Regions from separate parts of the Mus musculus genome. Here regions 2, 3, 4 and 5 are each linked to region 1. A link is a contact called in public Hi-C, HiChIP or PLAC-seq and promoter capture Hi-C data. All regions are on one chromosome and are shown on one strand. The core of a region is the stretch at or near the end of the contact, and the rest is flanking DNA. Distances in the headings are between cores, read along the strand shown. Region 1 holds the start of 4922502B01Rik (RIKEN cDNA 4922502B01 gene). Region 2 has its middle 150 kb from the start of Gm39242. Region 3 holds the start of Nob1 (NIN1/RPN12 binding protein 1 homolog). Region 4 has its middle 62 kb from the start of Gm34675. Region 5 overlaps Gm39242 (a long non-coding RNA gene).

Region 1 (5,165 bases), core at 1,084-3,583:
TGGAGCCCACACCTGGGACCAGTGGAGCAAAGATGGCTTCTGACAGCTTCCTGTGCTACCAAAAGCCTCGCAGTGGCTGAGTAGCCTCCTCTTCGTGGGTTCTCTCTTCTCCCCTCCCTTCCACATCCAAGCCCTTGTTTAGTCCCAGGTTCCATTAGAAATGCTATTTGGGCAGCAAATTTCACAGATTGGATCCATCTCAATGCTCTCATGCAAAGAAGGCACATCTGTCTGACTCTTCGTTTAAACTAAGGGGAAAAAAAAAATCAAAATACCAAAATGCCGTAGCCGCTCAGAGCTGTCTCCTAATGAACCTGTTTGTCCCATGAGCTGTAGTGAGGCGCTTGTCCTCGGTAAGAATTCTTTGTGCATATTAATATTATGCATGTTTTCCATGTGACTCCTCACTTGCCCTCACCCCATCCTTTGAATTCATTTAAATAAAAATAATTTATGTGGACATTCCTTCAGTCAGGATTTTCTCTTTCTCTTTCTTAAAGACATCCATAACACTCAGTTGATGCTTTGCATCCAAACCAAGTCGTTATGCCTTTGCATGTCATTAGAGCTTTATAAAGAACAACAGCGACATCTGCATGTGCCGAGGTGCCAGGAGATAGGAGAAAAAAAATACCGAAAACAAAACTCCACACTAGCTTGGAGGCTCTTTCTCCCCAGCAGCGCCTGCCACCACTGTGGATAGGAGTAATTGTACAGTGTAATCACATCATGTCTCATCTGAATATTCATAGCAGAGACAAAGCTTTGGAGGATAAGGGAGGAGTGGAGATAATTTAAATATAAGCCAGTGTCTCATTTCCAAATCAAGTTGTGCAGTTATGCCGTGCACCAGGATTCAATATTAAACCAACACCGTTTCACAGTTCGAAAATAGGACACGAAGAAGACGGAAGGGGCATGGTAAAGAAAGAGCGGTATTACATTCTCCTTCTTGGCTACGGACAAAACAAAAATGGACGGCAACAGAATAAAAAATCGTTAAAGTGATATTTGAAGAGTCACCAACAGTGGCTAACCAGCTGCTGGTTTACCAAGAATGAAATAGCCTATTGAGGGAACTTTAAAAGCCCTCAATTAATATGTTGAGCATGTATAAGATCCACAAAGAACTCACTGTATTTCCCACTTCCCCCCAGACATCCCCAGTACTCACAACTCCCCGAACCACCACCTTTCTTTTCTGTCAGGTGTGGGGTGGGGGAAAGATCAGAGCTACACAATAACTGGTTAACCTCTTCAAAACTGCGACAGCACCGGTCTTCACAATTAAAGGACAAAAACAAACACAAATAAAAAGGGTGACTTCATTAATGAGGGGATAAATTACCAATGACTTCTTCACTCTCTTTAGCTTATTACCCCCCAAACAAAACAAATATAATCCACATGTTAAAATCTCTTGTCTTCTTTCTTTGTTTTTGGTATGACGTTCTTTATTATGATTTTTTTTAAGTGTTGGTATTTGTAGAAGCTCCTGCCACTGTGTTCCCCAAAGAGCTACTAGTCTCAGCCCACTGGAGTTTATATTCCTTTAATTGTCTAGTGCAGGGACATTGCTGCCGATCTTAAAAATATACCGCTCTGCAGGAATTAGAGGAATCCAAGGTTGTATCCAACTTCAAAGGTTTCCAAGTCATAATGATTTTAGAAAGGCAGAAGACACATCATGGAAGGAACAAGCCCCCGTTTGAAGATAAGCATCATAGGGAATCTCTTTTTCCTTCCCTGTCTTCCCAACTTTGTGCTCCTCTCGGCTCTGGGTGCCCCCTCGCTAACGTAGTTTAATGATATGCAAATGAAATATGCATAAAACCATCCTACTGTATGATGATTAAACACTGGAGACATTAACAGCGGAGGCTTTACTCTGTATAATAATCCTTCCCGACCATCCACTTCGATTGCGGAGTTATGGAAACCCATAGCAGTTGGCAGAGAGAGGGGAAAGAGAGAAGGAAGAAGAGATGCAGGGGCACATCTCCCACTCGGTGCTTCTCCCACTCCCAAGGAGCTCCCCCAACCTTTGTACTGCACTAGTGCTGTCTTTTGTAATCCATCCATGCAGTCGCACCAGAGCGATTAACGGGGGGAAAAAACCTCTTTTCTCTTAATGTTTCAAAGCTCATTAGCCAAACGATTATTCCTCATTAACAGCGAAAGCTTATTCATTAAAAGGAAGGATATGCCCAAAAGATGCCAGCGCAGTTAATCCTGAGTCCCGTAACTGGACTGTAAATCCCAAACTACTTGTATATTCCATGCGAAAGGGGCACGCGCCAATCCACAATTAAAAGAAAAAAAAAAAAAGAAAAAGAACAAAAATGAAAACAGTTTGTGTGTTTTGTAAAATCCACAAGAGCAGCAATTAATATTCCCATTGAATTGACTTTAATTTTTGTGTGTGTGTCTCCCTTTTGTTTCCAGCGCCTGCCCCTGGCTCAGCGCCCGGTGCCAACAGAACACCTTCAGGATTCACAGCAACGCAGAAACCGTGAGTACCAGCCGCTTCCCTCAGACCCTTTTGCAGGATGTCTTTTTTTTTTTTTTTTTTCCTTAAGCACCTAAAACATAGAGACAAGGCTCTTTTCCCTTCTGCTCCTCAGCATCATGCCACCAGGGTTTGCCTGGTAGCCCCTTCCAAATCTCTCTGCCTTCAAGTTTGTACTTGTGTGTGTGGCATCCCTCCTCCTCCTCCTCCTCCTCCTCCTCCTCCTCCTCCTCCACTCCCATAGTGGATCTTGTAAAGGGGCTTCAGACGACCCCATTCATCTCCCCGGTGATAGCAGCGAATGTAGATAAATCTCTGGCTGCCTGCTTGCTGCTCCAGTATGATTTTTATTTTGTCTTCTGTGTGTACCTGGGTTAGAGAGTGGGATGCATACACACACACATACAAGTACATACTCAGATCTCCCAGTCTTTCCTCTGCCATCCTCTCCCACTTCTCAGACATGCATACACCACCCCACACACGTGTAAGTGCAAACCATATACACCTATATACGTACCCATACCTATAGCATGAAAATATATACATAGCTAAGCATTCAGTTTGTCAGAGAGTCTGTGTATTTGTATACACGCAGAGCCTTACACACATCTCTATATGCACTCGATGGTTGCCTGTTTTCACGTCTACCCATCTAGATAGCTCCTTTTAAACATTCCCTCTTTTCTCTCAGCAGAGGCTGTGTGCCATTTCCATCCAGGATTGGGAAAGCAGTATTCCTTCCTTAGAATTTCTATCTGTAGACCTTTATGTTTCCTTCTCTGCCTTCTTCGGAGCTATAAAATTGGCATCTTTCCCTGAGGTTTTCCGAATGGCAAGTGGTACCGGCTGTGGCATGCATTCATGCCGATTCCTCAGGCATTTCTCTTCCGATGTCTGCCTTTCCTCTTTGTTGTTGACTTGGCTGAACGGTGTGTTGTTGTTGTTGTTTTTTTAAGTTAATTATAAACGAAGTTGAGTAGCAAATAAGCCAGTAGCTTGCCCTCTCAAAAAAAAATTAATGAAAAAACAAAAATAGCCCACACAAGTGCCTTCTGCTGCAACAGATGCCCACATCACCCTTGGCATGGGCAACGGACAAACAGTTTGGGTGGTTGATGATTTTCTCTGACTGTCGCTGTATCTGTTGTTTGTTTTCCTTGTTTCTTTTTGATTTTTCAAGATGTCCAGGACCCCGGCCTCTGCTTGGAACGGAATGGTGTCATGGCGGAGACAACGGCCTTTGTCTTGCTGGGTGTGAAAACATCCGCCGTGCTGGCTCTTCCACTGCGGCAGAATCAAGTTTAAATGAAAAAAGTGATTAAAGTCAGCTTTGTGCTTCTTTGGTGTGGAAGACCCCAAAACCCCAAGTAGCCGATTCCCAGGGTCCAAGGAAGGGCTCATAGTTGGAGCAGCCTGGGCTGTAATCCTGGCACTTGCGCCTTGCGTTGCTGCTTGCTGTTCGCTCCTGGGGGTCTGGATAATCTCCCTTGGCTTTACCGCACTGTCTGGCCCGCATACAGGGCCCGGTAACATATACCCGCTGCTGCTATCACACGAAACTGTGGCGTTGCCCCTGAATGGATGGCACCGTGCCAACTCTTCTGCCATCCGCCCTTGCAGCTTTTTTTTCTTTTCTCCCGCCCTCCCCTTCTTCTCCTCCTCCCGTCGACTTGACGTTAATTAACACACGGGTTAATTGATTTTAAAAGCCGAAGAATTACAGTTAACTTTTCCCACAGGGTACAGACGCCAGCCGCTTGGCACACTCTGCCTTCCGCACTGGTGCAGGGGGGGCAGGGAAAGCCCGCAGCAAAACTAGCAACTGCTGAGGGAACGTTGTCTGCTTATTGGAGTAGAGCGATAGAAGTCAGCGTGGCACTGCCTCATCCTGTACAGTATATGGAGCCATTATAGATTTTGTCAAATAATCAAACACAACCCCGTCTTTCCTCTTCCCAACTAGACAACCCCTTCAGAAGTTCTTCGAGAGATGAGATAAGCCCCTCCCAAGACCGCTTCTATCCTCCCTAAAATGTTTCTTTTCTAGGAGTAAGAAAATGATGGTGCTTTTGAGATTTTTTTTTTTTGAATTGCTATGTCTCAGTTTCACAAAGGGAAGAGTGGGTACTCCTACCCTACACAGCACAAGTACAGGTTCCATAAAGTTCTTCTCTGTGTCTGTTTTGTTTTGCTTCCACTCCTCTTGGCCAGATGAGGTTATTTTGGGTAATGGATTTCAGTGAGGAAGTACATAGTATAATTAAGAACAAAACTCCTAGCCAGGCTCTTTGTTATTTTGTATGAGTGTGTGTATCTTTGTTGCCCACCCCCTTTCTCAGAGCCTCTGTCCAAAATAAAAGCAGTTTGCTCTTGCTGTTGGGAAGGAGTCGGGCAAGGCTGGGAACCGGTGCTCTCACCTTTTCATGCTTGCCTTCTATTTCATTTTGGGGTTTTTTGTTTTTTGTTTTGTTTTGTTTTGTTTTTTTTAAAGCACACAGCAAGTGAAGCGACAAGAGGAATCCATTATGCAAATCATGTCACTTTGCATAATGTCTCATGACTGGAATATGCAAATGAGCTGTATAATTTATGAGTGCCAGTGTCTGTCTAAAAGTGTTTCACATAATTTACAAAGTGAGCTTGAGACAGAGTG
Region 2 (5,353 bases), core at 632-3,131, 1.3 Mb before region 1:
GTGTCTTTGTGAGTGACTGTGTGCCTGTGTGAGTGACTGTGTGTCTGTGTTTGTATTTGCGTGTATGAGTGTGTGTCTTGTGTGTGTGTGTGTGTGTGTGTGTGTGTATGAGTGTATCTGTCTGTCCTATGTGAGTGTGTATGTCTGTGTGTGTATGTGTGAGTGTCTGTGAGTGTGTCTCTGTGTGTGTGTGTACATGAACAAAAGGTGTCATCTTCTATTACTTTAAACCCGTTTCTCTTGAGATAGGGTCAAAAGACTCTGGAGTTTACAGTTTCTGCTGGCTGATGGCCAGAAGCCCCAGCAATCCTCCTGCCTCTGCACACACAGTGCTGATTTTATGTAAAGCGAATTCATCGCCCGCTTATCTTCTCATAGGTGCTGGAGGTTGAACTCAGGTCCTCACACTGTGCATCAAGCATTCTATGGCTCCGCATAATCCCTCTGGTGCTAGGAGTATATTTTAAGTGTGAATTAGAAAAGAAAAACAAAACCAGAATAAAACTGAGACGACAGACAGCTCAGGGAGCAAAAGACTTCCTGCTACGAGCATGAGAACCTGAATTCCTTGGCCCAGAACTCTCACAAAAAGCAGTGAGCTTGTTTAGTGTGCCTGGAATCCCAGCGCTGGGGAGGGAGACACAGTGGATCCCGGGGCTCTCTGGCCAGCCAGTCTCGTGACCGAGGAAGACTCTTCATGTTGACCCTCCGGCTGCCACATACAGGTGCGCAGATGTCCATGTGCCCCGATACCCAAGCGCATAGAAACACACAGACGTATACACATACACAAACCACATCTGCATCCGCAAAGGTATGCAAGCAAGTGTGTGGGTTTGTTCTCAGAGTGGAGTCCTCTGCTAATCATGTCCTTGTTCCAAATTTTCTAAGAAAGCATTTCTTTCTTGCCAACACGAGATGGAGGGTGTTACTTAGAGGAAAATATCTTAGGAAACCTTGGGATGTCTGGATATTACATTTTCCCCAGAAGTGAGACTACTTCTTTCTCATGATCTCCTTTTCCTTATCAAGATAGGTATTTTATATAACATACTCTCTTAGAGAACACACAAAATAAAAGTAAACTGTAGTCTTGCCACCTATATTTCGTCACAGTTAACTTTAAAGATTGTATCATTCTCCTTCTGCCCATATGTATAGATATGTGCACCCAGTTATGCACACACACACTCATGTACATGTACACACACAACACAAACACACACAGATATACAGACACAGACATACACACACACACACACAAATACACCTTAGTTTCAGTCTATGTAACCACCATGAAAATTCAAGATCGTGTTGGAAATATTTGCCCATGCCATTAAATACCTTTACAGTAGGATTTTTATTGGCACTATTGTGTAGATGGATGATAATTTATTTAACAGATTTCCATGTTATTAGGCATTTATTTTCTCCCCAAATTCTTAATGTCTCAAACAGCTCCATGATAGATGGCCCTGAACATAAATTCCATAAGTGGTTTTTAATGCAGGACTGTTTTATATGTATGGAAAATCTTGCCCCCAAGCTTCCCCTCCCCCACATTTTTTAATGCTTTCCCCCCCCCCCATGCGCTCTGACTTCTCTGGGCTTTTATTTTTCCATTTCAAAAATTTTTTCAGCGTGATGATGAAATGTTTTACCCACCCAGGTTATTTATGAAGTTCAGTTTAGTTCTATGCTCTAGTAAATTCTCAGCTCTTTTACATTTTCTAGAGATGAATAAATCCGAGCGCTTCATTTTTTGACCTATAAATTTGCATTCATTTTAAGGTATAGATGAGAAAGGTGAAGAAATTCAAGACTCAAGGGGAGATTAGCTGCTTGTTTCAAGTTGTCTACGCTGTTCTTCCTCCTTTGCAAAGATCGACACAGCGTTGGTGGCTCTGCCATCTGCTCCTGTGGCCACCCACCTGCCACACCCTTGCTGTATGTGACTCAGCGAAGTTGGCTTCCTCTTTGAGAGTTCAGAAGGTCCACTGAATGTGACCCCCCAGCCCGGAAGGCTGGAGAAGCAAATCATGGGCCTGGCATATTTCAATGCAAGTAAATTACATTCTGTCAGCCTCATTGCCTTGAATTTCACGGCAAATGTGGGACATTGAACGGCTGGCATTTGACAATCAAGAGAGAGGGAGAGAGAGAGACAGAAGAAAAAAACAAACGCTAACGCCTTATTAATGCAAACAATCTCCGATCCAAATGGCTGTGGGCGAGGAGGGGCTGCTATTTCCATGGAGGCAACTGCTGTTTTTCTTTCTGTTGATGCTAATTTCTCAGAAAAATTTAAGGTACTTTGTGTTTCTAGTTTTTGTTCCACATTGGATTTGAAACATGTGTGCCTTCCCTGGGGGTGGGAAACCACATTTGGTTTTTTTTGGGGGGGGGGGGTTCTAGTAATTAAGGGATTCAGGGGGGGCTGCTTCTATTTACTAGCCTCTGTGTGTCGTAGCTTGCCCAGTAACCTCAAGAGTCTGCATCTTGGTGCATCTTTAGCTGCAGCAGGCAGATGGCTTCTCTGTGGTCAAACTCCCGGGGGGGGGACACAAAAGAAACAAACCTCCCCACCCCCCCAAACCAACTCATTGAAAAAGCCAGGTACCAAAACATCGCAGCGGCATTTCAATGTTGTAGACAAGGGAGAGGTCTTGTCTTGACGTCTAATAGTATGAGAATTTCTTGGTTTTGACATGTATGTGCACACATGCTATGGCCCGTGTGTGGTCAAGAGGGCCAGTTTCAGGAGACAACTCTCTGCTTCTGCTGTGGGTTCCAGTCACTGAACTAAGGGATTCAGACTCGGAGACAAGTGTCCTTACTTGTTGAGTCCCCTTACCTACTCCCTCCACTAGGCAGCTGCCTCTAATTTTCTGTGCAGCCAAGGGAGGCTTCCCTGATCTTTTTTGATCCTGTTTCTACCTCCTGGGTGCTAGAATTACAGGTGCAAGCTATCCTGTCTCATTTGTGCAGTGTCGGGAATCAAACTCAGGGCTTCCTGGGGTCTAGGGCAGCAACTCCACCCATGAAGCTCCACCCCTCAGTTCCTACTACCCTTTCCTGAAGACACAAAGCTTGACCTACCCATTCATGTAATGGTAAAAACAGAACCCAAAACAGGTCTACAACTGTAATATAAAACAGAAATTAAAGGTAAGTGGTTTACAGTGACACATCTACTTCAATTTGGAAATGCTAGGATGGCCAGCATTGTGTGTCTTTGGTTGCGTGTAGACTCCCTATGAACTGGGCATGTGCAGTTTCAGACTGAGGATGTGTAGCTGTTGCAGTAGGGGCCTGGCTTCATTAAGCTGTATTGTGGTTTACCATCCCTGCCTAGATTTACCCATTGTCATTAGCGATATGAATTGCCGTCCCGTCACAGTGAGTGCCAGAGTTACCCAACTCTAAGAGATGAAAGGAAACATGGATGATAGTGGCATGAGAAGAAATTCGAGGGATGCAGACCCGTAGTTGTGAGTGACGCAAGGCTTCAGAAATAGTTTAGCTCAAACAGACCAAGTACAGAATTACTACCACGCTGTCAATTTCAAGAGCAAGATGTGTCGGGAGAGTCTGTGTTCATGTTTTGATACAATGGTGAGCACTGCTTATTATAATCTTCCAGGACTTCATCTTACAAATGCATGCACACAAACAGACAGACAGACAGACAGACAAACCAAAACTCAAAAAAAGCCAAAAAAAAAAAAAATCAAGTGGAATTTTTAAAAACATCTTTTTCTTTTTCTTCCTTTGAGATAGGAGCTTACCATGTAGTCGAGGTTGGCCTTGAGTTCTCAGTCTTCCTGCCTGGACACCCCAAGTGCTAGATTATTGATGCTGCTGCAACCCCCAGCTCAACCCATTTTAAAATGTTTTGTTTAAATTTCTACCTATAAACTATTTTTGGAGTTTTACAGTATAGCCCAGGGTAACCTCAATGTCATGGTATTCCTCTTCAGCTTTCTGAGTGCTGGGATCACAGGCACGCGCCACCAGCTTGGTTTCCATCTAGATTTTTTATTTTATTTTATTTTTTTAAACATGGGGTCTCTTAGAGTCCAAACTGGCCTCCAACTCACTATGTAGCCCAGGCCTGCCTTGAACTCCCAAACTTATGTTTTAATTACAGGCTCCTGTTGCCATGCCTAGCTCTACTGGTAGCATGGAAAGATTATGTTATTCACTTAGCAAATGGGAAAATGGAGTCTTAATAAGGTGATATAAATCAGAACCTTAAAAAAAATAAACAAACCCAACTTAGCTGCTAAGTTTCAGGGTAATTTTTCTTTTCAGTGTTGAGGGATTAAATTAAAGTTAAAAACTGACCTCCTGTGTGTCTGCCTTCCAAGGATGAAATGGAACAGCAGCCATGGAAAAGTTAACCTCCAGAGGGTGTGGCTGCCGTATTTCTCCTCCTCCTGTGATCTGAAGCCAGGGAGATCCAATGATATGTTTCAAGTGTGTGGAACATGTGGTCCATCTTGGGAGAATATACGGGCTCTTGATGTTCTTCCTTGCTGGGCCTTCCTATGTGGTTTCCTTCTATGTGCTGTGTTCCAGTGGTTGATTTCCACCCCCTGTGGTGAGCTCTATATTTGAATCCATGTTTGAGCTCTTGGTAGGGGAAAAAAAAAAACCTAGTTTGTAACCATGTTTTGACAGCAACAAGACAGTCTGTAACAAGCATGTGCGGCTGTTGTGTCTTTCGGAACTGTGATTAATCACAATATATTTCAATAAAGGGAAAGTTTTGAAAGGAGAGAGAAGAAGACATGATTAGATCAAGTAGACAGCATAAATCTTGGTGTTTGCCCCCAAGGTCAAAACTGTTGGTAGGGCTGAAGGTTTCTCTGTCTCTCTCTCTGTCTCTCTCTGTCTTTCTCTCTGTCTCTCTCTGTCACTCTGTCTCTCTGTCTCTCTCTGTCTCTCTCTCTGTCTCTCTCTCTCTCTCTCTCACACACACACACACACACACACACACACACACACATTTGTTCTCTTTTGAGATACACTCTAGTGTAGCTCAAACTAGCTTCCAGTTGTCTATGTATCTAAAAAGGACTTGGAACTCCCTTTTAAAACAATTATTTTTATCTTATGTACACAAGTGTTTGACCTACATGTATGTGTGTGTGGTGTACTCCTGTATGTATGTGTGTGTATTATGTGTACACATGAAGATCAGAAGGAAGATTCCCTAGATCTGGAGTTACAGAAGATTCTGATATCCTGTGGGTTCTGGGAACTAAACCTAGTTTCTCTGCAAGAGCAGCAAGTGCTCTTAAAGGCCTGGACATCCTCCCCCTCTATCCCCCAGGCCTGACTTTTAACT
Region 3 (5,773 bases), core at 720-3,219, 1.8 Mb before region 1:
ATATGTATACATGCCAGTCTGTCCACCACGTGTATGCCTAGTGCCCTCAGTTCAGAAGAGGGTGTCAGATGCCCTGGAACTGGAGTTAACAGATGGCCGAGTTGCCATGTGGGTGTTGGGAAGTGAACCTCTGCTTTTCAGAAGAGCTCAGTCACCTCTCCAGTCCCAGAATGGTACATACCTCCTTTAATACTAGGATGTGGGAGGCAGATGTAGGCAATTCTGAGTTCAAGGCCAGCCTGGTCTATATGGAGAGTCCTGAGCAAGCTGGACATAAAGAGGAGAGACCCTGCCTCTGCCTCAAAACAAACAAGCTTCCTTGGGCACCCAGCAAATGTTCCCAGTATCTGTAGTAAGATTCACTTACTTGCCGGCCAGTGCTGGTGCATGCTTTTGGCCCCAGCGCTGGGGAGACAGAGGCAGGTGGTTTGAATTTGAGGACAGCCTGGCCTACAGAGTTCTAGGTCAGCCAGGGCTACACAGAGAAACCCTGTCTCAAAAAAACAAAAACAAAAACAAAAACAAAACAAAACAAAAACCCTTTTTTTTAAATGCATGTGAGTGCTTTGTTAGCATGTAGATTATATGTTGACCCATTTCCTCCCAACCGTATCCTATGAGGTACTACTAGTATTTTGGAAAGTTGAAGCCACTTGACAGAGACCCTGTAACTATCAAGTCGGAGGGAAAAGCTACAGAAACCACTGCAGAGCAGGTAGAGCCCTGACCACCATCTGCCTCAGTGACGCCTCCACTCCCTACTAACCTGGATTCCTGAAGAGGACGATGACCCCTAGGCAGCTATTTTTTTTTTTTTTCAGAACTAATGCAAGCCCTAAACACATCCCCTTTCCTTTTTAAAATTTGTTATTTTTGAGATGAGATCTCACTACATATATAGCCCTGGCTTGCTTGGAACCTCTGACTTCAGAGGGCTTGGACTAAAAACATGTGACATCACACTGGGCCCAATCCCCTTTTATTTTTAATATGACAGTCTCACTACCTAGCTCAGGCTGGCCTGGGACCCATGACCCTGAAACCTATCTCCCCGGGACGAAGACTGCACCACTGTCTATATCGTGTGCCTTTTTCTTTTCTTTCTTTATTTATTTTTGTTATTTTCGAGACAGGGTTTCTCTGTGTAGCCCTTGCTGTCCTGGAACTCACTCTGTAGACCAGGCTGGCCTCAAACTCAGAAGAAATCCGCCTGCCTCTGCTTCCCAAGTGCTGGAGTTAAAGGTGTGCGCCACCACGCCCAGCCTGCATGCCTTTTTCTGAGTTGAGGTTGCCTCCACTGGAAACTATAATCACCCTACACACAGGACCACAGATCTAGGTTCTCTATTTGTAATTCACCCAGAGCCTTCTGTATACTTGTAGAGCGCTCTCGCACTGAGTCTTAGGAGTCTACACAACTTTACCTCATGTGTCCAATTTGCTAGACACTTCTCCAAGAGGTATATCCGCATGGTCTTCAGTCCTCGCGGAGGGGAGGCAGATATTATTACTATTTTCACGATAAAGCTTAAAGCCTGTGATACACCGTGGAGCGCACGGCTGGCACTATTAAAGCCAGGCTGAACCGACTGTCTCTAAAACAAACGCTGCCTGCTACCGATCGGGGCGGGTCTGTCTGCCACAAGGCTGGGCCGGGGCACTCACTCACCCAGCCGCACGTACTCTGGGAGAGGCTCCTTGAACCGAAGCTGGTAGGGCAGCACTGCCAGCCGCCTGCGCGTGGCCTTGTCGCGAATCTCTCGCACCACCTCCCGGATGGTGTAGATGTTCTTCCCGATGTCCTGGGGACAGACCGGCCCAGTTATCCCGCTCGCCTGACCCCACACGCATCCCTGGAGGGCCTCAAGCCCAGGCCCCGCGGCGGGATCCCCAGTACCTGCAGAGGCGCGTCCCTCAAGAAAGCTCCGGCATCAGCCACAACGTGCTCCACCGGCGCCATGTTGGCTGTCAAGGACAGACCGCGCATGCGTATGGAGCCTGCGCCGTTCTTGGGTTTGCACAGTAGTCTTCCTCAGACCGGAGGAACAGCTGCTGCGATTTCGCGGCGCCCCCTAGCGGCCACCGGCCACCCCTTCAGGACTGCGCGCATACACAGCCGCGCCGCTTGCCCTGCCTGGGGGGCTATGTGCATGATTAAAGTTGAGGGACTCCTTAAGTAATCGTCCTCGGAATTCATAGAACTTTCTTTACTTTTAAAGGAAAAACCTGTAGATATGGCATATGGTTGAAAGTCAGTAGCTAGAAACAACAAATCACAACAAATCAGTAGGGTATATTCGATTTTACAAGCAAGGAAGCCAAGCTGACTTGGCCAGATAACCTCCGAACTGACTTGAAACCACTTTTTAAAATCCGTTGTGTTATACAGCCACGCAGTCCTACTTTATTTGAATATCTTGGGACAATGGCTGTATTACTTTATACCTTTGCCCCATCTCCCTAAGCAAGGCACATGATTTTCTAGAAAATCGAACAGAAGGGGTAGTAATGACTATTAATGACTTCCGATTTTCCTTTCAATTCTGGGATTAGGAGATCTGGGCTACTACATGCTGGCAACGCTGATCTGAGCCTTTAGCAACTGCTTTCATTTACTCATCTGTCCCGTATCAAAAACCCTTCAGTGCCGGGATGGTACCTTCGTCTGACTTAAATATTTTCTGCATCCCCAAACATCTTAAATTACACGGGGGGTGGGGTGGGGGAGCATTCCAGGTGCTCCTGTGGGGGCTGGAAGACAACCACAGGAGTCAGTTATCTCCTTCTGCTAAGAGACTGCTATGGGGGCCGGGCGTGGTGGCGCACGCCTTTAATCCCAGCACTGGGGAGGCAGAGGCAGGCGGATTTCTGAGTTCGAGGCCAGCCTGGTCTACAAAGTGAGGTCCAGGACAGCCAGGGCTACACAGAGAAACCCTGTCTCGAAAAACAAAACAAAAAAAAAAAAAAAAAAAAAAAAAAAAAGAGAGAGAGACTGCTATGGAATACAGGTTCTCAGGCTAGGCAGGTAAAGATGCAACTTGCTGCCTCTTCATAGCCCTGGCTGTCCTTGAACTCAGAGATCTGCCTCCTTCTACCTCTCTTGCTCTGGGATTAAAGTTGTGACCACCAAACCTAATCCCCAAATATTTTATATCACCAATCTTCCTACCCCTCAATCGCTCCAATCTCTAGCTTCCAACAGTGCTGCCTGTTCTGAAATAAGACCCCAGTTGAAGACTATCCAACTTTATGGAAAATTTTCTCAGTGTTTTGGAATCCTTTCTCAGCTAGCTCCACTCCTCTGCAGGAGCTGACACTGCCTACTGTAGCTTCTTTCAGGATTTAGCTGGTTTTGGTGATTCTTTGCCTTCTCCCTGGCTTCTCACTCTTCATCCAATTCTCTCCTTTTTGCCTTGCAAACACAGTACCTTCTACCTAACTTTTTGCACCTTCATCAATTCAAGTTCTTTTCTTCAGCAAATAGCAACTATCTGCCAGGTATTAATGGCCACAGTATACAAACTCTAATCATGTATATATGTGAGTTTTAAATCTGTGCGTCCGTGTGCGTGTGTGCACGTGCGAGTGTGCGTGCGTGTGTGTGTGTGTGTGTGTGTGTGTGTGTGTGTGTGTGTGTGTCTGTGTGTGCGCGTGCGCGTGCCACTCCCCGTGGGCTGAAGTCACAGGCACTTGTGATCCACCTAATCTAAGTGGTGGGAATCTAATTCTTTCTGGTCTGCTTTTAACAGGTAAGCCATCTGTCCAGCCCTAAAAGGGCTCTCTCGAAGCATTTATGTCGCTCTTGCTCTCTTGCTCTGCCCTCTTGCTCCTGCTCCCCCTCTCTTCCCATTTCCCTCCCCCCTCTCCCTCCACGTGCTCATGGCCGGCCTCTACTCCTTTCCCTCTCTCTCTTCCTTTCTTTCTCTGTCTCTACTTCCTCAACTACTCCCCTCCCCATGCCCTGAATAAAACCTATTCTAAAAAAAAAAAAAAAATCATGTATGTCCAATCCTTGTCCCAAGTCCACTCTTCCTAGGAAGTTCCATCTGAAATTTCCTAGCATCTACACTTGTTAGAGCTCCAATAATTATTATCTTAGAGTCTTTCTATATATCGCTGATGGACTTAAACTCAAGAGTTCTGCTTCAGTGCTGATATTACAGGCATATGCTACCACTTCCTAGTCCTATTTTATTTAACTTTATTTTATTTTTTAAGGCATTACCAACAAAAGCATTCAAGGTAGGCATCTCTGAGCCATCCTCCTCCCTTCCACTCACCAACAACCAATGTTCATTGCACTACAGAATGTCAACATCAATTCGAGATGTTTGTCTGCACCCTTCCACCTCTGCTCTCTCTCTCTCTCTCTCTCTTGGTTTTTCAAGACAGGGTTTCTCTGTATACCCCTGGCTGTCCTGAAACTCACTTTGTAGACCAGGCTGGCCTCGAACTCAGAAATCCACCTGCCTCTGCCTCCCAAGTGCTAGGATTAAAGGCGTGTGCCACCACCGCCCGGCTTCAGTTTTCTAAATCAAATTTTTATCTCTTTCCCCGATTTCTCTATCTGCAATGGACTTTCTACATTGACCTAAACAGTGAGTGAAGATACAGGAACCAGAGTCTAATAAAGAGATTTACACAAGTTGATGAAAGATTCTGGGGTTTCAACCCTAGAAGAAAAACTGACCTAAAGCTAGTCCTGGTGCCTCATGCAGACAGCCCCATCACTTTGGCTTGAAGGCAGGATCGCTGACATGTAGGGAGATTGAGAGTTCAGGGTCACTCTTGCTTACATATCTAGTTTAAGTCGAGCCTGGGCTACAAGTGATTCTGTCTCAGATAAATGACACAGAAGACTCTGATGTGGGTCAGTGATTCTGAAACTCAAGTGTGCATCAGAACCCCCTGTTGAGCTTGTACAAATGAGCTCACTGGGTCTCAGTTTCTGACATGGTAGGTATAGGCAGGACCTGAAAAGTGACATTTCTGGTGGCCCAGGGGATCTAAAATCACCTATTATACAGAGTTTAAGGCCTGCCTGGGCTACATGGGACCCTAACTCAAAGAAAACATAAAAGGACAAGGCTGGGTGTGGCTGTTCACGCACAGTATGCTTGTGATGTTGTCAATCAGAAGTGCCAGGTGGGAGGGTCACTGTGAGCCTGGACTACACTGTGACTTCCAGGTTAGCTAGGGCTAGAGAGAGACCCTGACTTTAAAAAATAAAACTAGCTGAGCAGTGGTAGCACACACTTTTAATCCCAGTCTCACTCAGGAGGCCAGCCTGGTCTACATAGTGAGTTCTAGGACAGCCAGGGCTACATAATGAGTCCCTGTCTTAGAAGAAAACCAACAAAACAAAACAAACCTCCCCCAGCCCTACCCATGCACAAATAGAAAACAGAACAAAACAAAAAAAAAAAACAACCAAAAAATTGGGACATGGTGCTGCAACTTCAATCTCAATCCCAGTACTAGGGAGGCAGAGGCTGGAGGGCTGCTTCAAATTTCAGGCCTGATATATAATGAATTCTTTATATGTCTTTAATAATAATAATAATAATAATAATAATAATAAAAAGCTGGACTGGAGAGATGGCTCAGTCATTAAGAGCACTGGCTGCTATTTCAAAGGACTTGAGAGCTCAGTTCCCAGCACCCACATGGCAGCTCATGATAGTTTATAACTCCAGTCCCTGGGGATCTGATACTCTTTTCTGGCTCCCACAGGTGTAACTGGGCTCCAGACCTTAGCATAACTGACTCCATG
Region 4 (5,624 bases), core at 116-2,615, 1.0 Mb before region 1:
TCCTTCCTTTTCTTCCCCTCTCTCCCTGTTTAATTTAAAGGCAATTGGGTGGCATGGGGCTCACTTTGTAAGTATGAAAATACGGTAGTATACCAGCAGATGTACGGGAGGAGGGATGGGGCACACACCCTCATTACAAAGATCACTGGATTTTTACACAAAGAACAAATCTGTACGTCCTACATTGTCATTAGGATGGAAAGATTTCTTTTTCTTTTCTTTTTATCATTTCAATATAAAAAAAAAAAAGGCCCCCCTCTCGGGGCGAGGTTTCTGCTTTTGCAGTGTTGGATATGTTATTATTATAAAACGTGGTTATATTCTCTGCTTCTTGCGCTAACAATGGGGACAGGGGTAGGGGGTGGGTCGGAGGGGCCTGAAATGACAGAATGAGGGACACACAATAGCATGGCCGTGACTCTGAACAAATAAATAAAACATGTGAATCGCAGTCTCTGCTGTTCCTCCCTTCTTTCCCCCTCCCCCCCAACTGTGATTAAATTTGCTGTGGTCATTTCCCAAATGTCTGCCTGATTAAAAAAAAAAAAAAAAAAAAAAAAAGACCAAGATGAAGAAGACCAAGAAGCAGCAGAAGCAGGCTCAGCCCCAGCAGCACCCAGAGCTGTTTCTTACACACCGAGGACCCTTCCAGGGGCTGGCAATCTCCACTCCTGTCAATCACTCCTAAGGGCACAGACATGCGAGCCACTTTCGTTAGCGAAAATACTCCACATCTGATTGCTGTCTTCCTCCTACCCCCCAAAAGAGAAGAGGAAAAAGCCCTGTGAACCCTTGGACAACAACCCTGCCCCCTTAATAAACAACTACCCCTCAAATAGCCCCCAAAGTCCCACTGAAACCTTAGCTGCCTGCCTGGTGCTCCCTAACGGGTCTTCTATTCCTGTAACACCAAAGCAGCTTCCCGGCAACCTATTGGACGCATAGGAGGGAGAAAAGAATATATTTTAATAAATCGAGGATGGCGACGGGGTTGTGAAATGGGTTGTAGAGCCCTGTTCTTTAGTCCTAGAAAAAGATGAGGCTGTTGTGGGGTGGGGCAAGATTGAGGGGGGGTTGAGGGTAATATTGCGAGATAATAGCAACTATGTTAATATCCGGAATTTTCAATGTAGCATAAGTACATTTTGTTTTTCCTTTTAGCACGATTTATAATTAAAGATTTTAATCTGGCTTCACATTGAGTTAATAAGCCCTTTGATTGATTAGGATTCATAAAAATTGCCATTTCCCGCTGATGCTTTTGTGTTTCTGGGGATGCTCTTCTGAAAAGCCGGGTTAAGGTGAATAGGAAGCTGCCATTGTTCCGGCTGAGCTGGGCCAATTCTGGGAACTCCGAACTGCTGTACTCCGCTTGTCCTCGGCAGTATCTTGTTGTTCAGCCAAATTAATGCAGATAGGATCGGCTGGGCTCCAGTTTAGCCAGGTTTGGGGGGGGGGGGGGTAAGGGGGATTCTTCTTTTTAAAAATGTCACCAGGTGCTCTGTACACAGCTCTTTGCTTCTGTGTGGTGACCTGCGCTTTGGTTTATGCAAGTAAATAAATAAAAACTACAATGAAATCTCATCAAATTGATAAATAGAAATGTTAGGAACTGTTTCAAAGATAAAGGGAAGAAAATTACAAAGTAAATGCATACAGAGGCGACAAACCCTAGAATACTAAGCCCCAGATTTTCTTTACAAAATTCAACTTCAGAGGCTGTGTGAGCCGATAAATTACCCGTTTGCATTAATGGCCAATCCTGCAATATGTGGGAAGTGTCCTCCTTCAGCTAAAGGGATGTCTTAGAAATGTAAACACAAATGAATAAATAGGAGAGAGAGAGAGAGAGAGAGAGAGAGAGAGAGAGAGAGGGAGAGACGGGGAGGCAGCCAGGCGGTACGCTAATGCTATTTATCGAGTTAAATAATAGACCCTGCCATCCTTTCCTTCCAAAACCAAACCAAAATTAAGAGCCAAATCAAGAAACAATGATAAATTCTGAGAAAGGGGAGAAGAAAGACAGAGCATGTGAGCCAGGGCCTGTGATTTGAAACGTTCTGTCAGAGAGGCCCCCTTCTCTTCAGCTTATTGTACCCTGGATGTCGGTGAGGGGGGCGTACAGGAGAATTCCCGTCTGCCCACCCTCCCGTCGCTTATTTTTATCAGGGGAAGAAAAAGTGACTGTGTTCAGCTTCCGAAGGGCCTCACTGTGGGGACTGAACCACAGCAAATTCCCTTTGTGTTTCTGGTTCTGAAGGGGCCTGCTATTGTTGCTTGCAGAGACTCTTGAAAAGGCAGGAGGGGGAGTGGGGCCGTGGCAAGCGCCGCCCTCCCCCCCCCAATTTCAACTTGTTCCGGGATCAGTAGTCTCTCCTCCCCTGTCATCCACCCCGACTTCTCGGCATGACTATCATTTTTGTGTACTCTCATCACCATTCAAAAGGGGTCTGAATACAAACAGTTTAAGCGATCATGAGAAACACCGGAAACCGTGTCCAGAGAGCTAAGGGGGCTTGGGGAAGTGTCCCCCAGGTGGGCTGGCAGATGGCACTGGCCTGGCTCTTCTATGGCACCGTCACTCCAGGCCTCTGCCTAGTGTCAATCTGTTAACTTTAAAACCCCACCTTGCTGGCTCTGTTCTCAAAGACCTGATTCTGAAAAGCACTCTGGGTCCTGGCCACACTGGCACCACCCCTTGGATAGAGACTGGTCTTCCGTCCTCAACTCCTTTTCCCTCCATAAGATTGCTGTTTCTCCACAGTATGACCCACACCAGTCCAAGTGAGTCACCAAACGGGTGGAATGAAACCAGTTTGAGTTTCCAGTCAGACCACAGTGCCCCAACCTGCCGGAGGAGCCCGTGCTTGGCCATCACTGGTCTCATTCATTCCTGACCAGCAGGCATAATGGGTGAGCTTTTAAAGCTCACTAATGAAGAAAATTGACCCTAAGCAAAGGAAACCCGGTCCCTTAATACCACCCAGATTGGACATTAGTGCATTCCAATTTTTTTTTTTAAAGGAAAGAAAACAGTCTGACACATGCATTTGCAGCAACATGGAAATAAAACAAATTTAAAGCAAACTTTCCCCTCCCCCCCATCCCCCCCCCCCCCCAACTCAGGTCCCAGGGAATGACAGCAGAGAAGGAGCAATTCCTGGTGCAGTGTGCTCCATCAGTTAAAGGTACCTTTGAATGAATGTCAGCCCCTTTCTACCTTAGTGCCAGTCGATCGATGCTTCATTAGGACTGAATTGTCTTTTGCCCATGCAACCTTGAAAATAGTCCCTTTAATTACCTGTGAGGAAGTCAGGATCTCTCTCTCTCTCTCTCTCTCTCTCTCTCTCTCTCTCTCTCTCTCTCTCTCTCTCTCTCTCTTCCTTCCCTCCCAGTTTTCTTTGGCAGCAGAAGGGGAGGTGGGGGCTATGGAGACAGGGTCATTCACGTTTATTTACAGTTTGTATGTCTGGATCCATCACTCTTTCAGAGAGAAGCTGAAAGGAGAAGGGAGCGTGGGGGCAGGGGGGGATTTGAACAGGAGGGGAAAAAATGGAAAAGAAAGAAATATTGGACCCTGAGGTGAGAGGGCAGGGTTCAAGTCCAGACTACAGATCTATTGAAGAGGTTTCAGCCAGGCAGCCTCCCACTTGACTTTCTCATCAGCCAGCTTTATGGATTCTCAGAAGCTCCCCTTTATACTGGGGCTTCTTACATCTCCTCAATGCTAATTACCGGGAGGTGCTAAGTGCAGAGCCAAGCCTGTGCCTTCATAGAATGCAGGACCGTAAGGAAAAGGACTTGTTGGTTCAATGTTTTACAGGGACCAAGGGAGACACACTCAGTCCGGTTTAATCCCTCCCACAGAAACCAAAGGTTTTCCAAATAACTGCAGGCCTAGCAAGGAGAGTCCTAGAAGAAAGTGCATAAATAAGCCTGTTTGTTATGCTCTATTAAAAATTCAGAAAGATTTTAAATTCAAGTGATAATCTGGCCATCCTGAGGGATAGGCTTGTATTTAATAGCCAGGCATTTTTACCTATTCAATTATGATGAGAAATATTCTAATGAAGTTATAAGGCTCAGCTGAGGGATGTTAATCACCTGAGTGGGTCCAGTGAGTCCCGTGTTGAAAAACACACCTGAACAGGCTGAGCATCCGTCCTCCTAACATGGTAATTCAGCATTGTATAGAACCCTCCTTCCCTCCAGTCCCCTGGTACTTGGTGAAGCCTGAAAACTACAAAGCTCATCTGATTGTCTCTCCAGCAGCCAAATTTCCATCCTAGCATGGAGTCAGGGGTCAGGAATGCATTTCCCACCAAATTTACACAAGAGAGTAAAATACATTGTTTTACTCCTTTCCTGACCACACACACACACACACACACACACACAGAGAGAGAGAGAGAGAGAGAGAGAGAGAGAGAGATCTAAATGCCTAGGATCCTTAGATAAACAATTAGATTTGAATAGTAGATAAACAACAAATTAGGTATTTAGTATGCCTATATCCTAAATGTTGTATTTCTACTAAATAAATGTACTGTTTATCTAAAATTCCAAATTCAATTGACTTGCTTTAAACAACAACAACAACACTTAAGTCTGACATCCAATGCAGATTCCTCTTCCCTCCAGATGTTTCCTACAAACAACTGAAAATAACGATGTCAACTTAAAATCAATCATCATGAAAGGGTTTATTCAAATATTTTTGGACGTAGTTTATGACCTGGGAAAATGAGGTGCTACGGTGTGTGCTGGTGTTTCTGCTCCGTCTTCTAACTCAGCTCTGGCATCTAAACTCCATCACTCAACTTAGCAGTATAAAAATGATAACGGATCCGAAACCCAGCCAAACCTCGATGGCTGTCATTTGCACATGCTCAGTTCACACCAACATCACCCTATTTCCACTCAAGTGATTGCAATCACCTGGTCCTGTCCATGATGGATCCTCAGTGGGTGTGTGGGTGTAGCCCTGTGCAATCACTACTTTTGCTTCTGTATCTTGTCCAGCCACAACAGTGAGCCTGCCTAGGCATGAGATCAGTCACTGTGATGCGCGTGGGAGAAAAAGCATCCTGTGTTCAATGGACTTAGTCTTATTCAGGTAGCCTTGTCCTTGTAGTAGTAAAAAAATTTCCCTAGGAGACAGCTGAGTTGGCTAAGTGCTTGCTGTGCAAGCTTGAAGATCTCTTCTTCGAACCCATAGCAAAAACTGACCTCAATGTTACATCCCTGTAACCCCAGAGCTAGGGAGGTAGAGATAGAGGGATGCCTGGGTCTTGCTGACCTGCCAGCCTAGGTTGTACCAATGAACTCCAGAGATCCTGTCTCAAAACAATAAGATGGAGTGCTATTGGGAAAGATACAAGCTTCGATTTTTAGCTTCTGTGTGCACACAAGTACCTGCATACATGCATGAACACAAACATGCTTGTATCCACAGAAAAGATAGTAATTAATAATAATAATAACAAAATAAAAATAACTTTCCAGGCAGGGAAACAGGAGGCAGGACTAGGAAGAGAGGCAGAGATGGGGTCGGGATGTAGAACTATAAAGGTTCTCTGTGAGCCTATTGTCCCTCTGAGGAGCAGGGGCATGGCAGGGCTTAA
Region 5 (5,710 bases), core at 2,607-5,106, 1.4 Mb before region 1:
TGTGCCCTTTCAGACTTTGATAACCCCGGATGCTGTCACAGTGAAAAAACCCAAGCAGAAAGGTATCCTACAGCCAAAACTTTCTCCCCGAGAAAGTCAAATGGTAATAGGAAACATCACTTCACACTTAGAAGCTAAGAAGCAGCCACATCCTAGCAGCCTTGGAGATTCTACTCCGTGGGAGCAACTGGGCATTCTGGGGGGAATTCTGGGGTGGGACAGGACTTCCCTGACAAGAGGCTTTCGTGAAGTCTGTGGAGGACTTCGGTTTTGTTTCTTCTGCAATTGGTGTGCCAAGAGGTTGCACTGGTATCCCACGTTTTCTCCTCCAGGATGAAGATATTGCTGGCTCCAGTGATCTGACAGGCTTCGCACCCCAGGAAAGCTCAAAACAGACGGGCAACACAGAAATGTGCGCATCTAGTTACAGGCCAGGCAGGAGGGTTTGATGAACTCCTCTGTTGAAGAATGATGTTGGAGCCAGAGAGTCTATGTATGAATTCTCTGTCACACTCCACTCCTCCAAAGGCTAGAGTGGACCGACTCTAGCATCCTACATCTATTTCCACCCACTGACAAAGGTAGGACTCTCTCAGCTGTGGTGTTAAATGGTGAGGCTCTCTAATGTACCATGCACACTTCTTGTCTTGACTGGTCGTTCATAAAAGGAGGCAGGAGCCTGGGCTTAGGGTGTGGCTGGCAACAATTTACAAAGATTCCTCCCTGCGCTCTTTACCCACAGAGGCACAACCACTATGGAATGTAGCCTACTCAGGCTTTCCCATGGCAACGCTTACCCGAGGTAGTGCTTGAAAGGGACTTAGGTTTCTCCTTGGACAAACAATTAAGCAACCCTCTCAGGTTAGGGGATTGCAGAGACCATGACCCCACCTCAGCCAAAGTATGCTTGCTGGCATTTGCAAGCTTACTTAACCTTTGAAGTAAAGCAGACTTACTGGCAAGGCCGTTGTTTCAGTGGCGTGGTGGGGTTTGGTTTCAAAGTGAATACATGAATCTTTGACATCCGGTATTCCTTAAAGAGTGGCTGACGGCTCAAATTGTATAGTTTTCACAACCCAGCCATTCGTTCCTGAGGGCTGAAACCTCCCCTCGGACTGCTTCAACTCACATTGTGAGAGCTGGGCATTTGGATTCAGAGTCTAGTTCAAATTACAGTTTTGTCTCTCGACTGATGAGTTAGTTTATTTTCTCCGAGCTTCAGCCACCTGCCAGAGGTGACTCAAGGGAGCAAGGTCTTATTTCGGCTCCTGGTTTCCAGAATAGAGTCTGGTGTGTTGGGAAAGGCGTGAAGGAAAGACCCAGTCTGGGGCAGGGCCTCCAGCTGGGTCACCAAGGGTTTAAACCTGGGAGTCTGCTGGGAGCTTTTCACATCCAAACCATCTTACCTGGCTCCATGATAGGAAACGAATCATTGAAATTGAGCTTTAGCCCCTCCAACTCCCCAAAACAAAACAAGTTACACCACAAAAAAACAAAAACAACTAAAAAACGTACCTGGAGTCTGTTTTAAGGAAAGGAAAGCGTTACCTATCATCTGGAGAGATAAGGCACCTGGCAGAGTTGGTTGTAGTCACTGCGGTTGTGTGTGTGTGTGTGTGTGTGTGCTCGCGCGCGTGTGTGCATGTGAGGACGCCCTTGCTTGTTCATGGATGTGGATTTTGAACCCATAGACTCAGTTAACCTCAGACCAAAACTTCTGAAAAGTCAGGACTGAACATATGTAAGCTCTCTCCCAGACATCGCTGTTTTCTGTACTGTGTGGTGTAACGATGATGTTTTACTTAACATATACATTGTGTTAGGCATAAATCAATAAGTGAGAGTTGACCAAAAGTATCTGGGAGATGCACACACACTATGCACAGATAATAAATACAATATTAACACAATGAACTTGAGTTGCTTTGGATTTTGCTATTTTTAGGGATGAGGGGAGGCACACATATGCACATTACTAAGTGTGAACAAAATCATGACATCCCCCAAGCCAAGAGATGGCAGAATGACCTTTGTGGCCAGTGGTGGGTCAGAAAAGCCCCAAGCTTGTCTTGCTGGAAGCCGAAGATGCCCCCGAAGACATCCAGTCTACCAGGACCGTGAACTTCAATGACGGGACAGTAATTATCGTGACTAATTTGAAGATGATCAAAAGCAACCACCCTGTTTTTACACTAGCACTGTTGGTTTCTAAATACACAGTCTGTGAGTCAAAATTGAGCTTCAGTTTTGGCAGACTCTGGCTGCCAGTCTCCCTCAGTCCTTACCTGGCACAGCATCCTCCCTCCCCCTCCCCGCCCTTCCCAGCTGACATACTCTGCCTCCTACCCTAAAGTTTTTAGCCCAGGCCTGGTCTGGGCTTCCCGGTCTCCAGAATCTGACTCTTGTAAAACCATAGCCATTTTGGCTACTGATCCTTTTGGGGTTCTTGGCTTTTTGTTCTCTTGGCCCTTGGATTCTCTCTTCTCTCCCCCTTCCCCTCAGTCTCTCTCTCTCTCTTTCTGTTTCTAGGGCCCAGTTTAGTCTGGACTTTTCCTGACGTTTCTTGTCAGTGCTCTCCCTCATAGCTACAAAAAAAAAAACAAAAACAAAAAACAAAAAACAAAAAACAAAAAAAAAACAAAAAACAAAAAAACAAAAAAACAAAACAAAACCAAAACCCGAAAAAATCTTTCTTCTTAATCCAAACCAAGTGGAGCAATCATGTCTGTCTCCTTTCTTCCTTTCTTTCTTTCTTTCCTTCTTTCTTTCTTTCTTTTCTTTTCTTTCTTTCTTTCTTTCTTTCTTTCTTTCTTTCTTTCTTTCTTTCTTTCTTCTTTCTTTTAAATAAACTTATTCACTTTGGAAAACAAGTGGGGGATAGGGCTAAAGATAACGTAACATGCTCTTTAAATATACATTAACTTTCTTACTACGCTCCTTGGGTGTGGAGACTTGTTATTTTACATGTAGAGGAATTACAAATCATTCTATAGGGACATCAGGGCAGGGAATGCTGTTGCATATTAAGACTGCTGTTTGTGGATCCTTGCGAGGCTTTTCCTTAATGTGATGTAAAGGTTTGTAAGCTGTCATCTCTCTGCTTGTAGGCTGTGTTTTACATAAAATCCTTCAGCTTCATTGACGCCAACCTGGATGTCCTTATCATTGCTATTTACAGTCCTGGGGTAGTAGTGTTAAGCCCGAATGGCATTAATAAAATAATGAACCGCTAGAAATTTGGATGCTCGCAATCACTGGTACCACTCTTTTTTGACACAAATGGCCAGCCTTTCTGGAAATTTGTTTTGCTAAACCTTTTCTTCAAATTCTTCTCTTGCCCTTTGACCTTTAACTTCCTTTCCTTTCTTCCGGTGCCCTCGCTGGCTCCTGATGCACATCTTTTAATCTCCTCCCTCTTTTCTTTGCCTCCTTCCTGACTTCATTCTCCCAGTCCCTCACCTCTTCCTTCCCTTTGCCCTCTCCCTCCCCCTTTTTTCTCCGCTTCCCCTTCTCTTCTTGCCTCTCCGTTCTCTCCCCTCCCTCATCCTTTTTGCCCCTCCTCCCCCCTTTTTCTTCCCTTTCTCCTTCTCTTTTTTTGCTTCCTCCTTTTGGTCCCCCCCCCCTTTCTCTTGCCCCCCTGTTCCCTTTCTCTCTTTGTCATTTCTCTGTGTGAGACGCATTCTTCACAATACTCCATCTTCACTGCTCTGTAGTTAACTCTGGGATGATGGTGTGGAAATTGACCATTGCCTAGCAATCCCGTGTGCGGCTTCTGCCAGCGAACCTGCTCGGCCCAGTCACCCCCTTCCTAAGCTCCACAGCGCGCTCTGCCTTCCTCAGCCAGCGAGCAAGCACTTCCCAGCTCCCACTGTTTGTCGCAGTCCACCTCGACACTCCCGCATCTTCCCGGATGCTTCCTAGGGATCCTTTTGAAATTGTTGCTAGCCTTTTGTTCCAGGCGCGCTCTGAGCTCCTGGGTCAGGCAGCTCGCAGCCTCCCTGGGGCAGTGCTATGATGAATTTTGGCATGGCCAGGCTGTTTAACAACTCCATTGCAGAAGTGCCAGCTTCCTCCAAGACTGAAAGGAGCTGTGATGAGTTTTTCTTTTTTTACCCCCAAAGGCTCCACCAGGTTCCAAAAATACCAAAGATTCCCGCAGATCTCTAAATTATGTGGCAATTTTTTAGAGCCACACCTACCCACTAAAAGTGAATTTTTCTGTTGCAGGAAACACAGCTCCTCTGTGATCTTATTAGTCGAGGGCCGGGATGCTCCTGAGACACATGTTGTTGTAGTCAGTGATTTGTTATTTCAGATTTCAGGTCCTGTCCTTCTTCCCTCGTGAGTGATTATCAATCGCGTGTTTTTGCCTTTTTACAAGTCATAATTGCTATGAAAGATTCTGCCAATTAGTTTAATGTTTGTCTTTTCAGAAACGTTTAGAAGGTGTCCATACTGAGTATACATATTTTAAAAAAATTTTTTTTACTTTAGATTATTTGTGTGGGCGTTTTGCCTGCTTGTCCGTAAGTATACTACATCTGTACCTAGTGTCCTTAGAGACCAGAGAGAGGTTCCCTAGTGCTACAGTTACAGGCAGTGTGAGCTACCAAGTTGGGTGCTGGGAACTGAACCCAGACTCTCTGCAAGAGCAGTAAGTTCTCTTTACCATGGAGTTGTGCCTTTAGCCTCCATGATTCTCTTTTTTTGAGGGTTGAACCAGTTATTTTAGAACCAGTCTGTTTCTGCTTGCATGTGAAAAATTATTTAAATTAGGGTATGTGGCCATCCATTCATATCTGTGGCTTCTGTATTCGTGGGCTTCAACAGCATACAAAAAAATTAGGGAAAGAGTTGTATCTGCTATAGGCAGGTATAGACTGTTCTTGTCATAATTTTTGAAACAGTGCACTGCAGGATCTGTTCACACAGCAATCTACACATGAGTTAAATATACAGGGGGGTGGGCTGAGGGGGAACCTCGGTCTAAGGTAGAGAGCATATGTATGTATTGCCATTTTTGTTTACTTTTCCTCCCTCCCTCCCTCCCTGCTTCCCTCCCTCCCTTTCCCTTTTTTCCTTTTTTCTTTTTTTCCCTTTTTCCCCCTTTCCCCCTTTCCCCCCTTTTCCCTTTCCCTTTTCCTTTTCCTTCCTTCCTTTCTCTCTTTCTCTCTTTGTTCCTTTCTCTCTCCCTCTCTCTCTTAGACATAGTTTCTCTATGTAGCCCAGGCTGGCCTAGAATTCACAATGTAACTCAGAATGGCCTCCAACTCCCTGTTTTTCTCCTGCCTCAGCCTCCCAGTGCTGAGATTACAGGTCCTACTTATTTTGCTATTTAGAAGTTTATTTTTATAGTGCGTGTGCATGTGTGCATGTATGTGTGTGTGGGAGTATGTATATGTGTGTATATGTGTATGTGTGTGTGCATGTGTGTGTATGTGTGTATATGTATATATTTGTATGCATGTGCATGTGAGTATGTATGTGTGTACATGTGTATATCTGTATGCATATATGTATGTGTGTATGTATGTGTACATGTATGTGTGCATGCATGTATGTGTATGTATGTGTGTGTGCCTGTGTGTGTGTATGTGTGTGTACACATATACACTGGTACTTATATGAAGGTTAGAGGAGAACTTTCTGGAATTGGTTCTGCCGTGTGGGTTTTGACATTGAACTTGAGGTAACAAACCTGGTGGCAAGC

What was found. Promoter capture Hi-C pulls out the DNA fragments that hold promoters and counts their contacts. A called contact is a pair of places that touch in the nucleus more often than the background predicts. HiChIP or PLAC-seq counts read pairs in DNA pulled down with a chosen protein or histone mark.
Region 2: a promoter capture Hi-C map of hippocampal neurons shows a contact between it and region 1, with 16 times the contacts expected there. The contact joins the enhancer-like site here to the promoter of 4922502B01Rik in region 1. A contact is called at or near these places in 14 of 39 promoter capture datasets (the 3T3-L1 cell line, the C10 cell line, HPC-7-derived erythroid cells and 9 more) and 2 of 115 datasets of contacts at active chromatin or transcription factors (astrocytes and embryonic forebrain).
Region 3: a contact with region 1 is called in a promoter capture Hi-C map of hippocampal neurons, with 4 times the contacts expected there. The contact joins the promoter of Nob1 here to the promoter of 4922502B01Rik in region 1. A contact is called at or near these places in 2 of 39 promoter capture datasets (cranial neural crest and hippocampal neurons) and 2 of 115 datasets of contacts at active chromatin or transcription factors (astrocytes and embryonic forebrain).
Region 4: a contact with region 1 is called in an H3K4me3 HiChIP or PLAC-seq map of embryonic forebrain, with 10 times the contacts expected there. The contact joins the enhancer-like site here to the promoter of 4922502B01Rik in region 1. A contact is called at or near these places in 6 of 39 promoter capture datasets (the 3T3-L1 cell line, the C10 cell line, cranial neural crest and 2 more), 5 of 484 Hi-C or Micro-C datasets (cerebellar granule neurons, cerebellum and cortical neurons) and 4 of 115 datasets of contacts at active chromatin or transcription factors (astrocytes, embryonic forebrain, forebrain and 1 more).
Region 5: a Hi-C map of ganglionic eminence shows a contact between it and region 1, with 4 times the contacts expected there. The contact joins the enhancer-like site here to the promoter of 4922502B01Rik in region 1. A contact is called at or near these places in 14 of 39 promoter capture datasets (the 3T3-L1 cell line, 3T3-L1-derived adipocytes, the C10 cell line and 9 more), 4 of 484 Hi-C or Micro-C datasets (cerebellar granule neurons, cortical neurons and ganglionic eminence), 7 of 115 datasets of contacts at active chromatin or transcription factors (astrocytes, embryonic basal ganglia, embryonic forebrain and 4 more) and 1 of 9 other capture datasets (embryonic stem cells).

What each region holds. Positions count from the first base shown.
Region 1 is chr8:109,247,412-109,252,576 of GRCm38.p6, forward strand. 4922502B01Rik (RIKEN cDNA 4922502B01 gene) reads right to left here and starts at 2,334. Exons shown (of 5, transcript NR_151498.1): 1 at 1,349-2,334. D030068K23Rik (RIKEN cDNA D030068K23 gene) reads left to right here. Exons shown (of 10, transcript NR_126329.1): 9 at 2,446-2,512; 10 at 3,693-5,165.
Region 2 is chr8:107,978,755-107,984,107 of GRCm38.p6, forward strand. No RefSeq gene overlaps it. Among named protein-coding and RNA genes, the nearest start is that of Gm39242, 150 kb to the left of the region's middle. Within about 2 kb of position 1,882, at least 28 of the 459 cell types and tissues checked have an H3K27ac peak or open chromatin away from gene starts, as enhancers often do. A contact at or near this core is called in hippocampal neurons, where this site is marked.
Region 3 is chr8:107,423,069-107,428,841 of GRCm38.p6, forward strand. It overlaps Nob1 (NIN1/RPN12 binding protein 1 homolog), which reads right to left and starts at 1,970. Exons shown (of 9, transcript NM_026277.3): 1 at 1,898-1,970; 2 at 1,670-1,802. The coding sequence starts at 1,960.
Region 4 is chr8:108,244,441-108,250,064 of GRCm38.p6, forward strand. No RefSeq gene overlaps it. Among named protein-coding and RNA genes, the nearest start is that of Gm34675, 62 kb to the right of the region's middle. RefSeq lists an enhancer at 1-2,391. Within about 2 kb of position 1,366, at least 21 of the 459 cell types and tissues checked have an H3K27ac peak or open chromatin away from gene starts, as enhancers often do. A contact at or near this core is called in embryonic forebrain, where this site is marked.
Region 5 is chr8:107,820,910-107,826,619 of GRCm38.p6, forward strand. The region is part of intron 2 of Gm39242 (a long non-coding RNA gene); the gene reads right to left. Gm42040 (a long non-coding RNA gene) reads left to right here. Exons shown (of 3, transcript XR_879157.1): 2 at 333-581; 3 at 1,946-2,381. Among named protein-coding and RNA genes, the nearest start is that of Gm39242, 11 kb to the right of the region's middle. Within about 2 kb of position 3,857, at least 43 of the 459 cell types and tissues checked have an H3K27ac peak or open chromatin away from gene starts, as enhancers often do. A contact at or near this core is called in astrocytes, embryonic stem cells, ganglionic eminence and 1 more, where this site is marked.